Regions from separate parts of the Mus musculus genome. Here region 2 is linked to region 1. The links are chromatin contacts, called in public HiChIP or PLAC-seq maps. All regions are on one chromosome and are shown on one strand. Each heading gives the region's core, a stretch centred on a gene start, on an enhancer-like site or on the middle of the called end of the contact. The rest is flanking DNA. Distances are from core to core; before and after follow the strand shown.

Evidence for each region. HiChIP or PLAC-seq counts read pairs in DNA pulled down with a chosen protein or histone mark.
Region 2: a contact with region 1 is called in an HNF4G HiChIP or PLAC-seq map of pancreatic cancer cells. The contact joins the enhancer-like site here to the promoter of 2700054A10Rik in region 1. A contact is called at or near these places in 3 of 39 promoter capture datasets (the C10 cell line, cranial neural crest and second pharyngeal arch cranial neural crest), 2 of 484 Hi-C or Micro-C datasets (brown adipocytes and cerebral cortex), 5 of 115 datasets of contacts at active chromatin or transcription factors (embryonic basal ganglia, embryonic forebrain, embryonic midbrain and 2 more) and 3 of 9 other capture datasets (adipose tissue, liver and pancreatic islet).

The regions. Positions count from the first base shown.
Region 1 is chr17:13,552,149-13,555,529 of GRCm38.p6, reverse strand. 2700054A10Rik (RIKEN cDNA 2700054A10 gene) reads left to right here and starts at 1,436. Exons shown (of 4, transcript NR_045437.1): 1 at 1,436-1,517.
Region 2 is chr17:13,741,949-13,745,318 of GRCm38.p6, reverse strand. The region is part of intron 1 of Tcte2 (t-complex-associated testis expressed 2); the gene reads left to right. Among named protein-coding and RNA genes, the nearest start is that of Afdn, 17 kb to the left of the region's middle. Within about 2 kb of position 1,423, at least 113 of the 459 cell types and tissues checked have an H3K27ac peak or open chromatin away from gene starts, as enhancers often do. A contact at or near this core is called in pancreatic cancer cells, where this site is marked.

The DNA of each region.
Region 1 (3,381 bases), core at 187-2,686:
AAGTGATCACATGACAGCTTAGGCGCCTGGCCATGCTCTGGGAAACCCAGGCAGAATGTCTCCACCCTTGATACTAAGGCCACACCTAACTCACCTCACCAGCCCAGTGAGGGTTCACTGGCCACAGGACAGAAGTGGCTCTGACACGGGGACTCTGTAAGCTAGCAGCCCTCCAGTGAGGTTGCTCTCAGGAGACAGGCACACTCTCTACTCTGTTCTCCTCAGAAGATTAATCTGTAACCTGTGAAACTACCTCAGGAGAAGAGGAAGAAATATTTTATTAGAGAATTTTTAAAAAAGTATTCAAGCCTACAAGCAAGAGAAGGGCCACCTAGCTGTCTCCTCTGCTGCTGCGGTCAGTCTGCTCAGCAACCTGCTGGGAGTCTGCAGCTTATTACCCCTGTCCTCTTTGGCTCCCCAGTCCTACTGTTAGGACTGCCCTGCAGTTTACAAACAGCATGAGAGCTGGGCTGCAAAGAGCCTTGTTTTCTAAAGCCATTCTAGGATCGACGCTCACCAGCGGGGGAGGAGTTGAGTGAATTCTGAGTCCACCAAAATGAGCCACTGAGTAACAAGTCATTGCAAAGAGGGCGAGGCCACAGCCTATGGGCAAGACACCTTGCAGGGGAAGGACCTCTCATTGGCATTAGGAGTATGTGAGGTCCCTAAGACAGAGATTACCGACAGGTTTGATAGCTAAGCAGAGTTAAGCCTCAGAGGCAGAGTGATGAATCTCTGATAGCCTTCACTGTAGCTGCAGCTGCTGGGGGAAGGGAGGAGATGGCAGAAACAACCATAACAAAAGTCTTTTGCTAAACATTTTAACCAGTTAAGTATATGCAGAGACAGACCACGGACGAGATTAAGATCTTTTAGCAATTTGACGGGTGGGGGGTTTCTCTCCCCATGTAGGGTTTGACAGATCTTCCCTGACTGGTCCTATTTTCACCCTCTTTGTGTTTTCCCAGTCAGCCAATCAGGTGCAGCATCCTTACTGTGACCCTACATTTAATTCCAAGACTTCAGAGGAATTAGCGGGTTCTTGGCACTCTGGCATGTACACACACACACACCACACACACACACACACACACACACACACACAAATAACAAATAAATGCATCGAACATTTGAACAGTAACTTTCCTTAAGGGAAATGCACAGAAGATTTGAGTTAAAAACTCTGAGCTATCAGAAGAGGCTTGGTCACATGTTCACGTTGCATCTATAGTAAAACAAAACAATTTGAAAGTTTCTTTGAAATCATGGTGATAAGAAGCAAAGGGCCTAGCAATGTAAAAGAATGTGGAGAAATAGAAACCAAGCCAATTTGAAATACATGTTTCTGTCAGGGGGCGGGGTAGTGTGATTTTTGTTTTATTAATTTTTAATCTTTTGGGGAAGAAAGTCACTTTAATGTCCTGTTTTCCTTTCTAGGTTTATTTAAGGTTCTCTGCTGTCCACTGAGTTTGTGAAGCCCCCTGACTGTGAAGCCTAAGGAGAGGACCTGCCTGCCTGTATGTATTCAAGGCAACCTGGTCATAAAAGAAGCTGAAAAGAAAAGCAAGCAGCTTTGAATTGAGCTAAGAAGCAAGTGTCGATGGGGATAGGGAGTGGATATACTTCCCGGCCCACTTCCATGCATGCATGCCCTGGTTTGCTCTCTGTTGCTATGGTGAAACATGACCAAAAGCAACTTCGACAGGAAAGGGTTTATTTGGCTTACATATGCTGGATCACAGTCTATTTAGGCAACCTGGAGGCAGGAGCTGATGCAGAGGCCATGGAGGGATGCTGCTTACTGGCCTACTCCCCATGGCTTGCTCAGCCGCTGTCATATACTAACCAGGATCACCTGCCCAGGGGTAGTCTCACCCACAATGAGCTAGACTGTCTCAGATCAATCATCAATCAAGAAAATGCCCCACAGACTTGCCTACAGGCCAATCTGAGAAAGGTGTTTTCTCTCTTGAGGTTTCTCTTTCCACAGAATTCTCAAGTGTGTCAAGTTGACCCAAGACTAACCAAGACACTTGTGATTGCACAAACAGTACATAATTATTCTGTGTGTTTTATCTATGTGCCATTGATAAGAGAAGAATATCAAAGACGTTCTAAATGAAGTGACAGACTGGAAGGTGGTGGATAGTGAGTTTATCTTAAGCGATAGCTTTAGTCTAAGCCAAAATAGAAAAACAAAGAGCCATTCCACATTCCTGGAGCCAATAGTCTAAGAAGGACAAACCTTCTTTACCTCAGAGCTACTCTTGTCCCATGTTTCCACAGCCTCTGTCCTGTCACCAGCCAGCAAGAACAGACAGCACAGCACAGCACAGCACATTACAGACAGCAGAGACAGCACAGCACAGCACAGACAGCACAGACAGCACAGACAGCACAGCACAGCACAGCACAGCACAGCACAGACAGCACAGAGAGCATAGCACAGACAGCACAGCACAGCACAGCACAGACAGCACAGCACAGCACAGACAGCACAGCACAGCACAGACAGCACAGCACAGACAGCACAGCACAGACAGCATAGCACAGACAGCACAGCACAGCACAGACAGCACAGCACAGCACAGACAGCACAGCACAGCACAGACAGCACAGCACAGCACAGCACAGACAGCACAGCACAGACAGCACAGCACAGCACAGACAGCACAGCACAGCACAGACAGCACAGCACAGCACAGCACAGACAGCACAGCACAGACAGCACAGACAGCACAGCACAGCACAGCACAGACAGCACAGCACAGCACAGCACAGACAGCACAGCATAGCACAGCACAGCACAGACAGTACAGCACAGCACAGACAGCACAGCACAGACAGCACAGACAGCACAGCACAGCACAGACAGCACAGCACAGCACAGCACAGACAGCACAGCACAGACAGCACAGCACAGCACAGACAGCACAGCACAGCCACAGACAGCACAGCACAGCACAGCACAGACAGCACAGCACAGACAGCACAGACAGCACAGCACAGCACAGCACAGACAGCACAGCACAGCACAGCACAGACAGCACAGCATAGCACAGCACAGCACAGACAGTACAGCACAGCACAGACAGCACAGCACAGACAGCACAGACAGCACAGCACAGCACAGCACAGACAGCACAGCACAGCACAGCACAGCACAGACAGCACAGCACAGACAGCACAGACAGCACAGACAGCACAGCACAGACAGCACAGCACAGCACAGCAAAGCACAGCACAGCACAGACAGCACAGCAGAGCACAGACATCACAGCACAGCACAGCACAGCACAGACAGCACAGACAGCACAGCACAGCACAGACAGCACAGACAGCACAGCACAGCAAAGCACAGCACAACACAGACAGCACAGC
Region 2 (3,370 bases), core at 174-2,673, 190 kb before region 1:
CTACCATTCTAACACTTGTAGAAATAGGTTGAACAGTCTTGAGATAGAAAAGGTGGGCTCAGGTCAGATAGGAGTTTCCCCGAACTTGGACACAGCTATGACACAAACCCACCTTGTCTGTAACGGCCTCCTGTGCTGTTGTATGTCACCCCCCAGGGGTCTTGTCCAGTAAAGGGAGCTGTCACAAACTAGAAATGCAAACTGCAGACTGTGGTGAGAGCGAGGGAGTCTTTGCTTCTGAAAGCATGACACCAGGGCAGAGTGCCAACTTCCAGGCTGACTGAGAATGGCTCTGACAAGCAGTTATGCCTAAGAAGTCTCCTTCCCTGAGACCGAGAGCTGACACCTTGTGAGTCCACACTTCATTGGGTTTTGTACAGGTTACAACTGGGAAGTGTAATTATTAACAGATCCAAATACCTCACTGTGGGGAGACCTGCACGGCAGACTGAGAGGTGAAAGTGGGTGTATTTTTTTACCTTTTCCAGATCCTTCCATACAATGGATCCGAGCTTCCAGCATTTAATAACAATGTTAGCAACCCCGTAGGTGTCTGGTACAGCACAGCACATGCTGTAAGTAGACAGATACCACAATTTGTCCAGTGATTTTGTCTTACTGTGTTTTATAGCAGGTAGTATATGGATTATGAATAGATAATGTGAAGGAAAATGAGCTACTGTTCCTAATGAGAGCAGTCCCCTTACAGACTTGCTAGCTCCAGAGCTCTCTGTGGGCCTGTACTGAAGATCTCACATATTTTTCCAATGGTAAATTCTGCTTAAGGATCTCATAGCACTGTAGTGTTGATGGAGACTGCTCCGACCCCACTCCCACTCCCTTCTCCATCTCCAGTCAGCCAGTGTGCGTACCATCTGCCAACACGTGATCGTACATGGCAAATCAACCACGGAAAAGTCTCTCATGCTAAGAAATCGCAGCAGAGTTTCTTGTAAAAGTTTCACAGGGAGAATGAAACAGCATTTCTTTGCCAAACCATTTTATTAGAACTTCTGCCTAAGAAAAAAATCAGGACTGGCCCTGTGTGCTGCTTACATTAGCTGGAAAGACCTCTATATAGTATTTCTGGGGATTCATCCTTGAGGCACCACTGCCAGAAGGTGCATCCTTGCCTGAGATCCTTAGTTTTCAGGAGGCCATCTCCGAAATCCCTTTTTAGTGTATAGTGCAGTTGCCCATCTGTACCAGCCGCCCTATGCTTTGCTGCGTTTGTGATGTGTTTATTGGACTGTCACTAGCAGGAACAGGAGGCTTAAAGCACACACCATCCACACAAGTGCATGGCCAGCAGCTGCACAGAGGTGTGAACCTGGCTTCCTGATGACTCTGGGCTCCCCAGGTGCAGCAGGCAGGAAAAGCAGGCTGGCCTGCTGCTGGCACATTCCTTTGCTGTGACTGTTTCCCAACACCAAGGCCATATCTTCATCTGTAAACAGAGGCCGTAACAACTACTTCTGGCACTGTGAGAACCACACAGACGCCTCATAAAGGCAGCCTTGGCTTATGGGAAGCGCCTTCCTCGCCTCCTTTCTAGCTCTCGGTGTCACACACCTTCACTGCACAGGGAAGCACTTGAAGCAGCAAACACAGCTAGGGGATGGGCCTGCCTGCTGGGAGTGCGCATTTTCTCACCCTTTCCCACACTAAGCGCAAGGTCAGTGTCTGTAGAGTTCCACTTGGGGCAGCCCTTGTAATAATTTCTGTGGATCGTGCAAATGATGCCTGGAGTGTGGCAGAGGGAAGAGGCAGTGACTTCTGTGCTTGTGGAAGCCAAGTAAGAAGCAGGCACTCGATGCATGCTGCCACCCACTACCCACCTCCCTCCTCCTTATCCTCCCAGATGATAAGCACCATGGGGACATGGATTTTTCTTACTAACAAGATACACCGAGGACCTGCAAAGGTCAGAGAGCTGTTCAAGAGGCAAGTGGGGGCCCTGTAGCCCTGGGTCTCCAGGGAGCTTGAATCTAGGGGCACTGTACTAAACAAGCTGCATTCGGAAGCTTTACAGGGCAGGAGCTGGGGAGGAGCCCACTGAGGCTTAGGCAAGTTCTGAGGACAAAGGAAGGAGGAAGACTGTCAATTCCAGTAATTCCAGCAAGGCTTTCTGGTTGTCCTCTGTCCTGATGCACCTGCCCGGTGCCCAGCAGGCTGGGGTCTGCTCTATTGGGTCTGAGCAGCAGGAAGCACAGGGTAAAAGGCAGCTTGGGAAAACCAAGGCCTGCCTTCTGCTTGTCCCTCACTGTACCAGATCAGGCAGTAGCTGGATTCCTTCCTGGTTTCAGCCTTGTTAGGTGACTCTCAGAGCCTACTGGGCTGTAGGCTCCATACCTCTGGCTCCTCCCTGATCCTGGAAAACACATGGTAAAACCTACAGCTAGCCAGCAGCTCTTTGCTTTCTTCTTTCTTTCTTTCCTTTTCTTTTCTTTTTTCTTTTTCCTTTTTTCTTTTTCCTTTTTTCTTTTTCTCTCTTTCTTTTTTCTTTTTTTTTCTTTTTTCTTTTCGCCAGTCTATTTGCTTCACTGACATTTCATTCACAAAGCCTGATAGTGGGTGGTTTCTGAAACATGGGGAGTTAAACAGCCATCACAACGATCAGTTTTAGAACATCTTAAACTAAACAAAGAGAGCTGGTGCCCCTTCACAGTCCTTCCTCATTTCCCCCAGTTCCTCCAGTGCTCAGGAATCACCAACTGTCACTTGTATGCCTTCAGAGCTAGCTGCCTGCTATGGAGATCCCATGTGAAGGGGTCAGGTGACATTCTTCACCCTTCTGAGTTCCCTTAATCTTGCCCACACCTGTGTAAACAATCCCTCCATAGGGCTCCCTCCAGTTAACCCCTTAAAGGGTAATTTGTCTTCCTGGGACCCTTAGCTTAAACTTGTTTACCAATCAGAGATGGAGAAGAGAGGGTGACAGCAGACAGCGAAGAAAGAGCAAGAAGGGCAGGCACTCCTGGTCCCCTGGAGGCTATAGGTCCCAGCCTTCAGGTTCAGCCAAGGGTATGGGTCCCTGGCAGTGGGTCCCCCAGAGGTGGCTATGGATGGTAAATAGAGCAAAACACAGGATAAAAAGCATAGAATTTGGATATTGTGGAAGCTGAGGGGGACCAAAGCAGCCCTTTGGGATATTGGGGTGACTTGTTTCTGGAGCTCTGCGGGAGAATGTCCAACAGGCATTGAGTTGCAGAAGACTGTAGCCACCAAGATGGTCTACTCTAAGAATCCCTCCTATGCTTCCATCTTAGAACCAACCCCCAGATAAAGACCCACAAGTACCCCAGTCCTTTAAATGTACTTTTTGGTGTGATAAGGACATACATATCTCCATAGGCCTTCTAGAGGACTC